Linked DNA regions of Mus musculus: regions 2 and 3 are each linked to region 1. Evidence: chromatin contacts called from public ChIA-PET data. All regions are on one chromosome and are shown on one strand. Each heading gives the region's core, a stretch centred on a gene start, on an enhancer-like site or on the middle of the called end of the contact. The rest is flanking DNA. Distances are from core to core; before and after follow the strand shown.

Evidence for each region. ChIA-PET counts read pairs in DNA pulled down with a chosen protein or histone mark.
Region 2: an RNA polymerase II ChIA-PET map of memory CD8 T cells shows a contact between it and region 1, with 8 read pairs. The contact joins the promoter of Zfp688 here to the enhancer-like site in region 1. A contact is called at or near these places in 1 of 39 promoter capture datasets (macrophages), 1 of 484 Hi-C or Micro-C datasets (cortical neurons) and 3 of 115 datasets of contacts at active chromatin or transcription factors (embryonic stem cells, memory CD8 T cells and pancreatic cancer cells).
Region 3: an RNA polymerase II ChIA-PET map of memory CD8 T cells shows a contact between it and region 1, with 106 read pairs. The contact joins the promoter of Prr14 here to the enhancer-like site in region 1. A contact is called at or near these places in 6 of 115 datasets of contacts at active chromatin or transcription factors (the SCID.adh cell line, bone marrow-derived macrophages, embryonic stem cells and 3 more) and 3 of 9 other capture datasets (adipose tissue, liver and pancreatic islet).

The regions. Positions count from the first base shown.
Region 1 is chr7:127,630,339-127,634,928 of GRCm38.p6, forward strand. No RefSeq gene overlaps it. Among named protein-coding and RNA genes, the nearest start is that of Gm51458, 4.5 kb to the right of the region's middle. Within about 2 kb of position 2,328, at least 9 of the 459 cell types and tissues checked have an H3K27ac peak or open chromatin away from gene starts, as enhancers often do. A contact at or near this core is called in memory CD8 T cells, where this site is marked.
Region 2 is chr7:127,419,430-127,424,019 of GRCm38.p6, forward strand. Zfp688 (zinc finger protein 688) reads right to left here and starts at 2,605. Exons shown (of 3, transcript NM_026999.4): 1 at 2,380-2,605; 2 at 1,976-2,089; 3 at 1-212. The coding sequence starts at 2,575.
Region 3 is chr7:127,468,965-127,473,554 of GRCm38.p6, forward strand. It overlaps Prr14 (proline rich 14), which reads left to right and starts at 2,650. Exons shown (of 11, transcript NM_145589.2): 1 at 2,650-3,013; 2 at 3,134-3,302. The coding sequence starts at 2,991.

The DNA of each region.
Region 1 (4,590 bases), core at 1,078-3,577:
GTTCAGTTCACACAAATCAACAGCAGCAACTCTATCCACTCGCAGATACCACCAGTCATCAGGATACCACCAGTATCATAGCTACTGAGCTACCTCTCCAGGGCCCCGTTTCTACTTCCATGTCAGATGCAATTTGAAGTAGTCTATATAAAATGCAGAATCACAAATGAGAGAAAACACGAAATATTTGTCTTTCTAAAATGGATTTTTGTTGTTGGTGGTGGTGGTGGTTTTTTGAGACAGGGTTTCTCTGTGTAGCCCTGGCTGTCCTGGAATTCACTTTGTGACCAGGCTGGCCTCGAACTCAGAAATCTGCCTGCCTCTGCCTCCGAGTGCTAGGATTAAAGGTGTGCGCCACCACTGCCCAGTGACCATGGCAACTCTTATAAAGGAAAACATTTAGCTGGGGCTGGCTTACAGTTTCAGAGGGTCAGTCTATTATCCTGATGGTGGGAAACATAGCTGACCACAGGCAGACAGGAGGGGGAGCTGAGAGTTCTAGTTCCTGATCTAAAGGCAGAGGAGACACACTAGGCCTGCTGAGCACGTGAGACCTCAAAGCCCACCTCCGGTGACACACTTCCTCCAACAAAGCCACTCCTAATGTCGTTCCCTGCTGACCCAGCATTCAAATCTATGAGTCTATGGGAACCATTCTTTTTTTTTTTTAATAATTTATTTATTGATTATATGTAAGTACACTGTAGCTGTCTTCAGACACCAGAAGAGGGCATCAGATCTCATTACGGATGGTTGTGAGCCACCATGTGGTTGCTGGGATTTGAACTCTGGACCTTCGGAAGAGCAGTCGGGTGCTCTTACCCACTGAGCCATCTCACCAGCCCCTATGGGAACCATTCTTAATCAAACCACCAGAGTCTTCATATCAGTCACACACACACACACACACACACACACACACACACACACACACACATACTTCACAACTCTTCCGCCTGAGACTCATGAGTGCTGGTATACGGGTGTGTGCTACCATGCCCAGCTTTGTATTGTGTGTGCAGAAAGCCATGTCTCCAATCTTTGCTCTAGAACAAGTTCAATAGAGTCAGATAGACACAGGAAGCCCAGGGACGCACAGTACGAACCAGGACCACAGTTGTTAGGAGTGTGGATGTGAGGCCTTTAAAGCCACCAGGACAAATACTCAACTCTGGCACAGCCCCGTTCGCTCATGTGTTTGAATGCTCAGTGACTAAACAGAGGCACTGTTTGAAAACAATAGTGTGACCTTGTTAGAGGAGGCATGTCACTGGGAGTGAGCTTTAAGGTTTCAAAAGCCCAAGCTAAGTCCAGTCTCCCCCACCCCCACCCCTCTAGAGGATCAGGATGTAGCTCTTTGTGACTCTTCCAGCACCATGCTTGGTGTCATGCTCTCTGCCATGATGATGATAATGGACTGATTCTCTGAAACTGTAAGCCAGCCCCTGATTTTTTTTTCTTTTTCTTTTTTCTTTTTCTTTTTCTTTTTCTTTTTCTTTTTCTTTTTCTTTTTCTTTTTCTTTTTCTTTTTCTTTTTCTTTTTCTTTTTCTTTTCTTTCTTTCTTTCTTTCTTTCTTTCTTTTTTATTTTTTTATTTTTTTTTTTTTTGTAAGAGTTGCCTTGGTCATGGTGTTTCTTCATAGCAAAAGAACAGTGACCTTAGAGCCGGGCGTGGTGGCACATGCCTTTAATCCCAGCACTTGGGAGGCAGAGGCAGGCAGATTTCTGAGTTCGAGGCCAGCCTGGTCTACAAAGTGAGTTCCAGGACAGCCAGGGCTACACAGAGAAACCCTGTCTCAAAAATAAAACAAAAAACAAAACAAAACAAAACAAAACAAAAAGAACAGTGACCTTAATCCCAACAGAAACTCACATCTAGGTAGTAGTGATGTCTAAACAAACAACAAAAAACCTGAAACAACAATAACAAAGCAGATACAGTAAGTGATTATCTGGCCTTTGGAGTTACTAGATAAATAATAAGTCTACCTGCCTTGCCCTCTTTCAAGGACCACTCACAAAGAATAAAACAAGTTGGCCCTAGAACCATCCAATTGGTAAGAAGATCATTTTGGTATTTTTAATGGGGATCTTGAAGATCCTGCACCAGGCTTGGTGCGAGCCAGCCCTGCCTTACCCCTTCCCTTCCTCTTCTGTTTTTATTTTTTGTAGGGTCTTGCTATACTGAACAGGCTGGTCTTCAACTCTCTATGAAGCCCAATTTCCTTTGAAGTTCTCATCTTCCTGCCACAACCTCTGAATTCAAGCCTACCTCACTGCCACCCCACCCCACACACTTATGCTGCGGTGCTGTAACTCAGAATGTTAGGAAAATGCTAATTAGCTACAGCCCTAGCCCCTGACAGGCTGCCCCTAGCTTATGGAAATTGAAGTTCTACCCAGTGTGGTGGCACACACCTTTCATCTCACATTCTAGAGGCAGAGGCAGAGGCAAAAGGCAGGCTGAAATCTGCGAGCTGGAGACCAGCTTATCCCACTACACAGTGAATTCCAGGACAGCCAAGGCTACACAGAGAAACTCTTATCAAAACAGAACAAAACAAAACAGTCCCCAAACCTAGCCAGGCATGGTGGCACACAACCATTAATCCCAGCACTCAGGAGGCAGAGGCTAAGGGATCTCTGCGAGTTCTAGGCTAGCCTGGTCTATAGAGTGAGTTCCAGGACAGCAAGGGTTACATGGAGAGACCCTGTCTCAAACAAAACATCAAAACCAAAACAATACAAAGAATTGAAGTTCAGAGATGTAGCAAGCACCTTAGCTAACGATACCTGCTCTGATGAGCTGTGACTTAACTCTGTCCTGCTGGGCTCACACCATGCCATCCCATGCCAATCACAAGTCATTTGTTTGTTGGTCTATTTTGGAATTCCAGTTGAATTATATCTTTCCTGGATGGGTTAGGTGATTTAGAATACTCACTGGCACATTTCTCATTCAAATCAGCTCAGGAGACATCAACTACCTTCAAGAAGTGCAATGCTTTCTTCAGATTTCAGCTTCTCCCATGGTTTCTATTTCTGCTTACCATGTTTATTATAAAACAACTTTCATCATGCAACTTAAGAATAACCAGGAGGGCCTGGAAACATGGCTCAGGGGTTAGGAGCACTTCTTGCACTTGTGGAGGACTGGGTTCAGTTCCCAGCACCTACACAGCAGCTTACTACCATTCATATCTCCAGTTCCAAGGATCTAATATGATCTTCTGACATTTGTGGGTCAAGTACACAGTACACATCTGTACATATAGGCAAAACACTCACACAATAATAAATAAATTTTAAAATAACCATGAAATATCCAAACATAAATAGTATTATTATATTAGCATATAAGAACAGACACTTTCAGAGACTAGAGAGATGGCTCAGCAATTAAGAGCACTAGGTACAGCCGGGCGTGGTGGCCCACACCTTTAATCCCAGCACTCGTGAGGCAGAGGCAGGCCTTTTTTTGATTTCGAGGCCGGCCGTGAGTTCCAGGACATCCAGGGCTATACAAAAAAACCTCAAAAAAACAAAAACAAAACAAAACAAAAAAAGCACTAGGTGCTTTTCCAAAGGTCCCAGGTTCAATTCCCAGCAACCACATGGTGGCTCACAACCATCTGTAATGCGATCTAATGCCTTCTTTGGGCATGCAAGTGTACATTGAAGATAGAGGACTCATATACATTTAAAAGAAAGAAAGAGGCGGGGGGGAGAGAGGGAGGGAGGGAGGGAGGCTCTCAAACATTATATAAGAGTATTTCAGCGTTGCTTCCTTGGAGGAAAATCTGGTAACACTGACCAGTCTCTAACCTGGTCAAAGACTTTGAGATATCCATTTCTAGATTCTCCACAATGAACATGTGGACTGTGTGTGATAAAACTGGTTGGTGGCAGCAGAAGGAGGGTGGCCACAAGTTTGAAGCCAGTTTGTTCCACAAACCAAGCTCCAGACTGGCCATGGCTATTACACAGCTTGTGTCAAACAAAACATAACCAGAAGTCTTGCTTTATTGTGCTCTGAAAACATCTTTCACAGTCACAGATTTTCCTCGAAGCAGGGTTGATGATATTCTGGAGCAGGCACCATTTCCCACTGATTTTTATTTTAAAAAATATTTGTTGTTTGGCTGGAGAGAATGGCTCAGCAGTTAAGAGCACTAGCTGCTCATCCAGAGGTCCTGAGTTCAAGTCCCAGCAACTGCATATAGAACAATTAATTATCTATAATGGGATCTGATGCTCTCTTCTGTCTGATGTTTTCTTCTGTCATGCAGGCATACATGAAAATAGAGTGCTTAAATAAATAAATAAATAAATAAATAAATAAATGCATCTTTAAAATATATTTATTGCTGGATAGAGTTGGCACATGCCTTTAATTCCAGCACTTTGAAGGCAGAGGCAAGCAGATCTCTGAGTTCAAGACCAGCCTGTTCTACAGAGTGACTTGAAGGACAGTCAGGACTACACAGAGAAACTCTGTCTCAAAAACCAAACAAAAAATATTCATATGTATGTGCAAACACCAGAGATCCTCTGATAGTACTGGAGTTTCAGGCATTTGTAGGGACATCT
Region 2 (4,590 bases), core at 1,355-3,854, 210 kb before region 1:
AATATCGGTGTTTGGTACCTGGACAGGAAGCTGCACACCTGCTATCTGGTCTGGGGCAGCTTTGGTAGGTGGCTGTGCCCCTGCAGAGGACTTGGTAGCCATGGAATAAGTCTTATGTTCAACCACCTCTTTAGGTTGCAACTGAGCAGGAGCCTCTGCCGGTCTCTCTCCTCCTTCCTTGCAGCCCCACTCTGTCTCATTTGGAATGTCTCCTGGGAAACAGAAATTAATTGCATTTTAAAAACTCATTTGTCACTGGGCAGTGGTGGCTCATACCTTTAATCCCAACACTTCAGGGGCAGAGGCAGGCAGGATCTCTGCGAGTCCTAAAGCCAGCCTGGTCTACAGAGCAAATTCCAAAACAGCCAAGAATACGTAGAGAAATCTATCTCAAAAAAACAAAAACCAAACCAAACCAAACCAAATTAAAAAGCCCCATTTGTCCCGCCAGGGAAGTAGCTGTAATCCCTGCATTTGGAAAAGGTGAGGCTGGAAGATAGCCATAAGTTTGAGGCCAGCATGGCCTACATAGTGAGATCCTGTCTCAAAAACAGGATAGTAGGGTGTGATCGTTGCTCACCTTTAACCCTAGCACTTCAGAGGAAAGGCAGGTAGGTTTCTGTGGGTTTGGAGACAACCCGGTCTAAATGCTGAGTTCCAGGCCAGCCAGAGCTACCTGTCTTAAAAATGAAAACAATCAACACAACAAAAATAAAACAAACCCGGGGCTGGGATGGCTCAGTGGTTAGGAGCACTTGCTGTCCTTCCACAGGGCCTGAGTTTACTTCCCCAAACCCACATGGGGCAGCTTACAACCACTGTAACTTCAGCATCAGGGACGCTCATGACTCCGGTCTCCCTGGGCAGCTGCACTTATGGAGACCCATACACTGACACAGAATGAAAAATAATAAAGATAAATCTTAGGAAAAAAGTTTCAGTAAAACCTAACACGTCTGCACTGACCACTCTAGCTGTTACCCAGGCAGCACCAAAGCATAGCCCGGTGGCTAACACGGAGTTGTTGAAAGTCAGTTAAAATCCCCTTCCTCCTGTGTCAAATGGGAAAAAGTAACGGTCCCCTGACTTCCAGGATTGTTGGATTAAATACATACATGCTTATTGGTCACTTAGTAAATGCTCAATAAACAGTATTTACTGGTGTATTTTGTAGTTGGTTTTGGTGCAGCGGTTCTTTGATAGATGAGGCACCATATTTGCTTCAGGGTTCTTCCACTCAGGGTAGAGATGGGAGACGAGCCAAGCTGTCATTATCCAGGCAGACACTTTTCTTGTGTACCACTTTGCCTTGTTCAAGAACTATGATAGGCAGACAAGTTCTATTTTTAGGGGCATTTTAGGGATTTTTGGAGGGTAGGGGTGGTGAGCTGAGACAAGGTCTCACAGTATGTTGTCTCAATTGGCCTCAAATCCCCCTGCCTCTGTCCCCCCGGGGTACTGAGATTAAAGGTGTGTGCCACAATGACCAGCCTTAGTTAGTTTTAAAAAGGGGAAATGAGTGTTATTTTAACAAACATCTGGAAACATAAACATTCTTTGAGTTCTAGATTCTCCTACTCTGTTTTTTTTTTTAAGATGTATTTATTTGTTTTTATATACATTGGTGTTTTGCCTACATTTGGTTCTGTGTGAGGGTGTCAGGTCCCCTGGAACTGGAGTTACAGACAGCTGTAAGCTGCCGTGTGGGTGCTGGGAATTGAACGCTGGTACTTAGGAAGAACAGTAGGTGCTCTTGACTCATGGGCCATCTCTCCAGCCCCCCTACTGTTTTTAATAGGACAGCTCTCCTGAATTTCCAAAACTCTGGAGTAGATAGGCTTTCTTTTCTTTAGTATCTGAACATGTAGGCTCTAATCTGTAGGGATGCTGGAATGGGGAATCTGAAAGAAAGGTTTACTAGAGAAGAAACCCCCGGACAAACAAGGTTTCAGGAGGACTTGGGACAATCCCTCACCTCTCGGAGCTCCTCCCAGGCTTTCCCCCTCCTCAGGATCCTGGGCGGCGGGGCTCCAAGCCTCACTCCCCTGTTCCATCCAAGAGATGAGGGCTGGTTTGGGGCCCGGGAACCCTGAGAGAGAACAGGGGTCACAGTGCTGGCCTGAGAGGCTGGCCGGGGCAGATAGCATCCCACTAGGGTGAGGGCACCTCCTCGGAACTTATGCACACATTAACCTGGACAGGGTTTGCGATGCTCTTGCCTGAATGGAGACTCCCGAGGAAGCCCTGAGAATGGAAGGTGACTGATGCTGCTGGTGGAAAAGTGCGGGATGAGGGCTCATAATCCACTTGATCGGTCTACTGCAACTCCCCGGTGAACCCCCAGGAGGATGGGGGCGGGGCTCTGACTCGGGGCCTCACCGAGCGCGCCCAGGAGGCCGTAGGTCTCGCGCATCACCTCCCGATACAGGGTTCTCTGCGCGGGCCGCAGACACCCCCACTCCTGCGGGGAGAAGTACACGGCCACGTCCGCGAAGCTCACAAGCTCAGGCTTCCTGAAACCGGGCCAGATCTCCCCAGGCATCGGAACCAGCAGTGAGGCCGGGGGTGGCGCCATCGGGGATCCTGCCCAGGCAGCGGCTTGGCTGCCCTAGCCTTCCGCTTCCGGCCTCCGCAACCGCGGGAAACCACGCCCTTGGCACGCCCCTTGGTCACAGTTGCTAGCAACGCGTGCGGAACGAACGCGGCAGCCTTACTGGCCGCAAGGGAATGCAGAGCAATAGTGTTTACTCCACAGCTGCTCACACAAAGACACGAAGGTGTGAAGGGAACCGAAAGATGTCTTCAGAAAACATGGAGACCGCCTAGCTTCAGTTGTCATTGACGGCACTGAGGTGCCCTTTCTGCAGCTTAACAAACTTCGGACTTCCACTGCCCGCGGCGCCCCATTTGCCCTTAAATACAATGACCGCTTCAGGAATGTTGGTGTTCGTTTCTATGTGTAGGAAAGAGAGACCTTCAAAAAATACCCGCTACCTGCTGCCTCATGGACCTCTGTGCGCAATTACAACGGCTGATGATTGGCTGTAACGGCAAGGAGCAGCAGTGTTGCAATTGGCTTCGGAATGGCGGGACATCTGAAACTGTTCTGAGGACCTGGGCATCCCTGGTGCCTGAGATAGTGTCTCCCCAGTCTCCCAGTGTGCGTCCTGCTGATGTAACTGGAATCTGATGGTTAGCCTCTAGAACCTGGCAAAGCCTGAGTATTGCATTTCAGAAACTCAGTTCGTGTCTTCAGAGAAGTTGACAGAATACTTGAACCGGTGGTTCTGCTCGCTTAGTCTGTATATTTAAGTTACAGGCTAAGGGGTGTGCTTAGTGTGTTTCTGCTCGGATGAAAGCATATTCTGGGACGTGGAAGCCCAGGAACCACACAGCCCAGAGGTGGGACAGTCTCCTAAGGGAAGGGTATTCTGAGACATGGGGGCTCAGGAACCACAAGCTGGAGGGTCCAATGTGTGGAGGGATGAATCCAGAGAAAGCTGCCCTCTGCTCCTTGGAGCAGACAATAGGGAAGTGAACAGAGGGCAGACCTTATATAGGACTTCTTAGGGGGTAGAGCTTTTCAGGGCAGAGAGTAAAGATTGGTGGGATTTCAAATCCTGATCTTGGGGAGCTCAGGGCTTGGTGTTTTTTTTTGTTTTGTTTTGTTTTGTTTTGTTTTTCCCTGTTCAAGTGTTGGTGGGTTTTCATGCTCAGAGAGAAGTGGGGTTTTGTTGTTGTTGTTGTTGTTGTTGTTTTTCCTACTCAGGGATTGGTGGCTTTTTTCCACCACCCCCTTTTCCTGCATTGGGCCCATGGCTACAGATGGCTTTGATTGAGGTAGCATCTCTGTGGAGCTGTGTGGGGAGGCTAGAGAGGGGGTGGACAGCTCCTGCAGTGGTGTTCAATTCACCAAGGCTGTAGGCTGAGGCAGGAAAGGTGTCACCCACCGCTCCTGTGGGACAACTCCTGCTGAGATGGGAAAAGAGATGTGCCACCGTGGACAGCTTCCATGAAGGCTGCAGGCTGAGAAGGTAGAGAGGTGTGGCCTTTCTGACATGAGCCACCATTTTGACAGCTCCTGTCGGATCATTTTACAGCAGCCGTAGGGTGGAGGGAGAAGGAGGGGTCAGCCACAGCTTTGACGGATTTTGAGGTTGGAACTGGAATGAGAGAAAGTTTTAAATTGCATTGTAATTTTTTGCCAAGTTTATTAATATGTAGGTGGAGCCAGCAGTGGAGGGCTTGTGTAAGCCCAGCACTCAGAAGACCCAGGTGGGAAGAGTTGTAGGCCAGTCTGGGTTACAGAATGAGGCTGGGTCAGAAAGAAAATATATTAATTTAACCCCATTTTTTAGAAAAAAATAAATAAATTGAGTTTTAGCATATATGTAGCATATCTATATCTATCTATAGATATAGATGGGTTTTTTCTTTGTTCTCTTTATTCATTGCTTTGTGTGAGTTCTTTATGGGTTCTTCTGTCTCCTTACAATATCTTCTCTATGTGACTTCACACAGCTTCTCCTGGCTCATCTGTCACCAACTGTCTTCTCACTCTGCTAGCCCAATTTACCTTCACTCCACTCA
Region 3 (4,590 bases), core at 1,400-3,899, 160 kb before region 1:
GGTATTTAAAGGAAGGAACCACAACTCAAGGAGGTGGGAAGGGCGTTGTTGGAAAATACCAAAAATGCCAGTTAAGAGTCACAAGGAAGTACAAAGTCACAAGTGTCAGGTTATCTCTCAAGACAGTTTCTAAGAGCCCCTAACAATCTAAGAGCCCCTAGCAATAGCACCTTTGCATAGTGGGTTCTAGGAATGGTCAGGGTGGGTCAGGGTGACTCTCTTTGAATGAACACTCTTTGAGCCCAGGAAGCGGGTGGGTGGAGGAAGGAATGTCACTATCTGTTTTATGATTAGCATACCTTGGAGCACTGAGTTTACTACTCTTTCATTAGAACCTACTTCTTCAGGATTCCAACACAGACTGAAGACCAGCAGCTCTCTAGGACTTCCCTGGGACTCTAGCACCAGATGGGACTGCCGAGACAGCCAGTCTTCTGAACTGAACAACTACTTGATCCTTGCCCTTTCAGTCAGGAGACAGCCACTGTTGGGCTGCTAGAACCACAGCCTCTAAGCCACTCTAATAAATCCCATATATGTATATTCATTGTAACCGTTCTATTCCTTTAGAGAACCCTAACTAATACAACACACAAGTAAACATACCTCTTTCTTTGTCTGGTTTTCCAGACTGGGTTTGTGTAGCCTATGCTGTCCTAGAACTATGTAGACTAGGATGGCTTTGAACTCAGAGATCCACCTGTCTCTGTTTCCTGAGTGCTGGGGTAAAAGGTTTGTCCCACCACCACTTGGCAATAAACATACATATTTGTTGTTTTGCTTGTTTGTTTTTTTTGTTTTGTTTTGTTTTGTTTTTCCAGTCATGGTTTATCAGTTTAACAGCCTTGGTTATTCTGGAACTAAGTCTGTAGACCAGGCTGGCCTCACGCTCACAAAGATCTGAAAAACATACTTTTTTTAAAAGTAATTTTTTTTTTCTTTAAAAAGATCAATCAAGCTAGGCAGTGGTGGTGCATGCCTTTGGTCCCAGCACTTGGGAGGCAGAGGCAGGTGGATTTCTGAGTTTGAGGCCAGCCTGGTCTACAGAGTTAGTTCCAGGACAGCCAGGGCTACACAGAGAAACCCTGTCTCCAAAACCAAACAAAAACAAAAAGATCAATTGAGGAAGACACCTAACAATGGTTTCTGACCTCCACATACCAACACACACACTGAGACACAGAACAGCTAATTCTTGGGGAGTTAGGAGCTTTGGTTAGGTGGTAAAGGCGCATTCATAGTGCAAGATGCCAGTAAATGACCACTTCTTCCCCACCAGTAGTCCAGCTCCTAACAAAAGGTCCTTTGGAGCAGGCTCTCCAGCATTAGGATCGACTGCTTATCTCTTATTCCAAAAGACTACCTGACACCCTGCAGAGGACAGGCTCCTCTTCCAAGAGTTACTTCTGCCAGCCCAGAACAGGAAGGACAATGAACCGGCTCCACCAAGCAACCCCAGGTTGGTTATATTAGTCGCCTTCTGAGTGGCCTGCAGACACTACCTAGGAAGAAAGGAGGGGGGGGGGGGAGGAGAGAGAGAAATGCTAGTGAATGAAGCTCACCGCACCCAGCCTTCTCCCCACTTAGGCTGTTCCTGGTCTCTCCAGAAACTGAATTGGAAGCTAGAGGCCACATCAGGCCTACTCTTTAACTTGGGATCTTCAGGTTTTCCGTCCCGCCGTCCCGACTTCCGGAACTTCAATCCTAAGGAACTTAAACCTAAGAAAATGGGAAATTCCCAAATCCTTAACATTTAATCGATATTCACCGGCGTTAAGAACAAGAAAAATTACGTTAGGTGGAGAAACTTTAGCTTTCCTACACTTGTCCAAATATAACAAGAAACGTGATATAGTAGTTGGTCGCTGACCAGCCTTTGAAAAATGACGCTTTTCGGTCGACTAGTGCTAAAATCAGACTGCCCTCAATTAAAATGGCGGTGCAGGCACAATTGAGCTTCTTTGCCCCTACGTATTATGGCGGGCAGGAGATTTCACGCAGTTTCTCCTAACCCCGGAAGACCGGAACCGGCAATTGGGCGGTGCTTAAGACACACAGAAGAAGGCCTCTGACGGTTGGACAGCGCTGCATAAGGCAGGCTTTAAAGAAGCCGGAGGTGGGAGCTGTTTGAAACCCGGATCCTTGGAAAGCTGCGGTGAGAGGCGTAGGGGAGGGGTGGGAGTGGGGGGGACCGGGCTGGAGAGAGGGCCGGGAGGCGGGGGGAGAAGAAAACGTTTGAGCCAACTGGTCCGGGGCGCCCGAGAACGCGGGGCGGGGATCCAAGTAGGGCGGGGGCTTGGGGTGGGATGTTACCGGTGGGCTGGACCTTCTGGGATTGGAGTGAATGGTCTACCGGTTGGTTTGACAGTTTATAACCCAGAATCCGGACTGAGTTCAGTGATGAGTTTAGGCCTCCCCCAAGGGGAACTTCGTTAAGCTGAAGCTCTCAGTGGGAGGAGGCAAGTTGCGCGGCTTCTGATTGGAAGAACCGCGCAGTAGGATTCTTTCCACAGAGATCCAATTTAGGCGATCTGGTAGGAGGGAGGGCTGTTACTAAGTGGAGTAATTCTTTTGGAGCTCTTGCTTGGTGGGGCGAGGACCACAGAGGAATCTAGCGGAAACGGAAGCCTCTCGGGACCGGGATCCCACCGGATCCCAGAGAACCTCAGGGAGGCATCTAACAGGGACAAAGGTCCCAGGAGGCTCGAGCGGTGGGAGAGCTGTAACCTCCGCAATCCAGTCTCGCGGCAGGTGCCAGGCAGGGCCCGAGTGATCAAGGCGGCTGCAGCGGGAAGACCCGGCTCCGAGAGGCCGGCCGGGGGCGCCCTTTGGAGGAAGGGCCTGTGCCCTACCGGGAGCCGCAGGCGGACTATGAAGGGCGGAGTCCCGGGGGAGGAACTGGCCCTCATTCCCCACTCCCCCGCTCCCCAATTTACCCCAGGCCTCAGCCTGGGATACCCCAGGGACTCCCCGGAACCGCCGCTTCCCCCATGGACTTGCCTGGGAACTCCAGGTGAGAGCGTACCCCGCCCGCCTGACTTGAGCTCGGGAGACGGGGATGCTGACGGCTGCACCCGACTACAACAGAGGCAACAACAGGTTCAGGCAACTGTCTTCTACTTTCACCCTCCAGCCCTTTTACACAGCCAAGCCTGTGCCGTCAGCCTCTATCTCGAGCATCATGGGAAGCCAGGAGCCCGAAAAGACCGAGGCTGCAGCCTTTGGGGACCCCTTCATCCCTAGAAAAGGCCTCTCGGAGGGTCCTTGCCGTGGTGTTGGAAGATGTCATGACTACAAACAGGGTGAGCCCTTTAAGTGAAAGACCACTCCCTCTTCCCTATCCTCCATCCCCGCCCTGGCTTAGTACTAAAGTCAGACCAGTTCCACTAAGCCAGCCTTCAAAGCAGCCTCCATAATGCAAGACCATATGGTTTTGGGTAATTCATGTGCCTGTCCAGTCACCCACTCACCCAACCACATCCTACTAAGTATGAAAAACTCTTCTGACTGCCCTGTTATCGCTATCCTTTGCTACTTGGTGGGTTCTTCCATCCTCCCAACCCCCTAACACTAGTTAAGAAAGAAAAAGAATAGAGAGGAAAGAGATCTCCGAATAAAGGCAAGGGAGGGAATGGGGCGATGGTAGGCTACTTTCTGCTGATTAGGGGTGTCGAGTTCCTTGGGGCAGGTTTGATCTTCGCCATCAGGATATCTACTTTCTTCTTGTGAATAATAACAAACATCCAATCAATAACCAACCCATTCCTTGGGGGCCTTAACATGAAAAGTCCCCAGAATTCCAAAAGTCATACAATTGCAGAACCTGTCTGTAGCTGGCAAAATTATGCCCCTGCTGGAGGCAAATCTTAGTAAGTTGCTATGGACAATCTAAAGCAGTCCCATATCCCACACCTGGGAGTAAAACAAAAACATGATATTTTCGTGCTTTTTAAAAAAGAAACCAAAGCCGGGCAGTGGTGGTGCAAGCCTTTAATCCCAGCACTTGGGAGGCAGAGGCAGGCAGATCTCTGAGTTCGAGGCCAGCCTGGTCTACAGAGTGAGTTCCAGGACAGCCAGAGCTACACAGAGAATCCCTGTCTCAGAAAACAAACAAACAACCCCCCCCCAAAAAAAAAACCCAAAAAAAGAAAGAAAGAAAAAAAAAACCCAAAAATCCAAAATTGTCACTTCTCTGTTCTCTTGTTCGGAAGCATGCTGGTAGTGTCTTTGGCCACAAGGCAGACATGAGAAAAATGGTACTGTCTTTTACCATTTTTCTATTTCTCTAGAACCTGGGTAAGAAGAAGAGATTACATCATTTCACGCCTGTAGTTCCTGACTAATAATATCTCACCCCTAATTTAGACCAAATCACCTCTTTTAGGGATTTTCGTGGAGTCCAGCTGAAAATCTCTTTCACCTCTGTGGCTAAGGACACAGTGAGACACAGAAGACCCTGTCCAGTCACTCTATTTCTCTGGGTTTTGTTTTGTCTTACTGAGACAGCGTCTCACCTTTTAGACCAGGCTGGCCTGGAACTCTGAGCAGTCTTCTGTGTTAGCCTCACAAATGCTGGGATTATAGGCATAA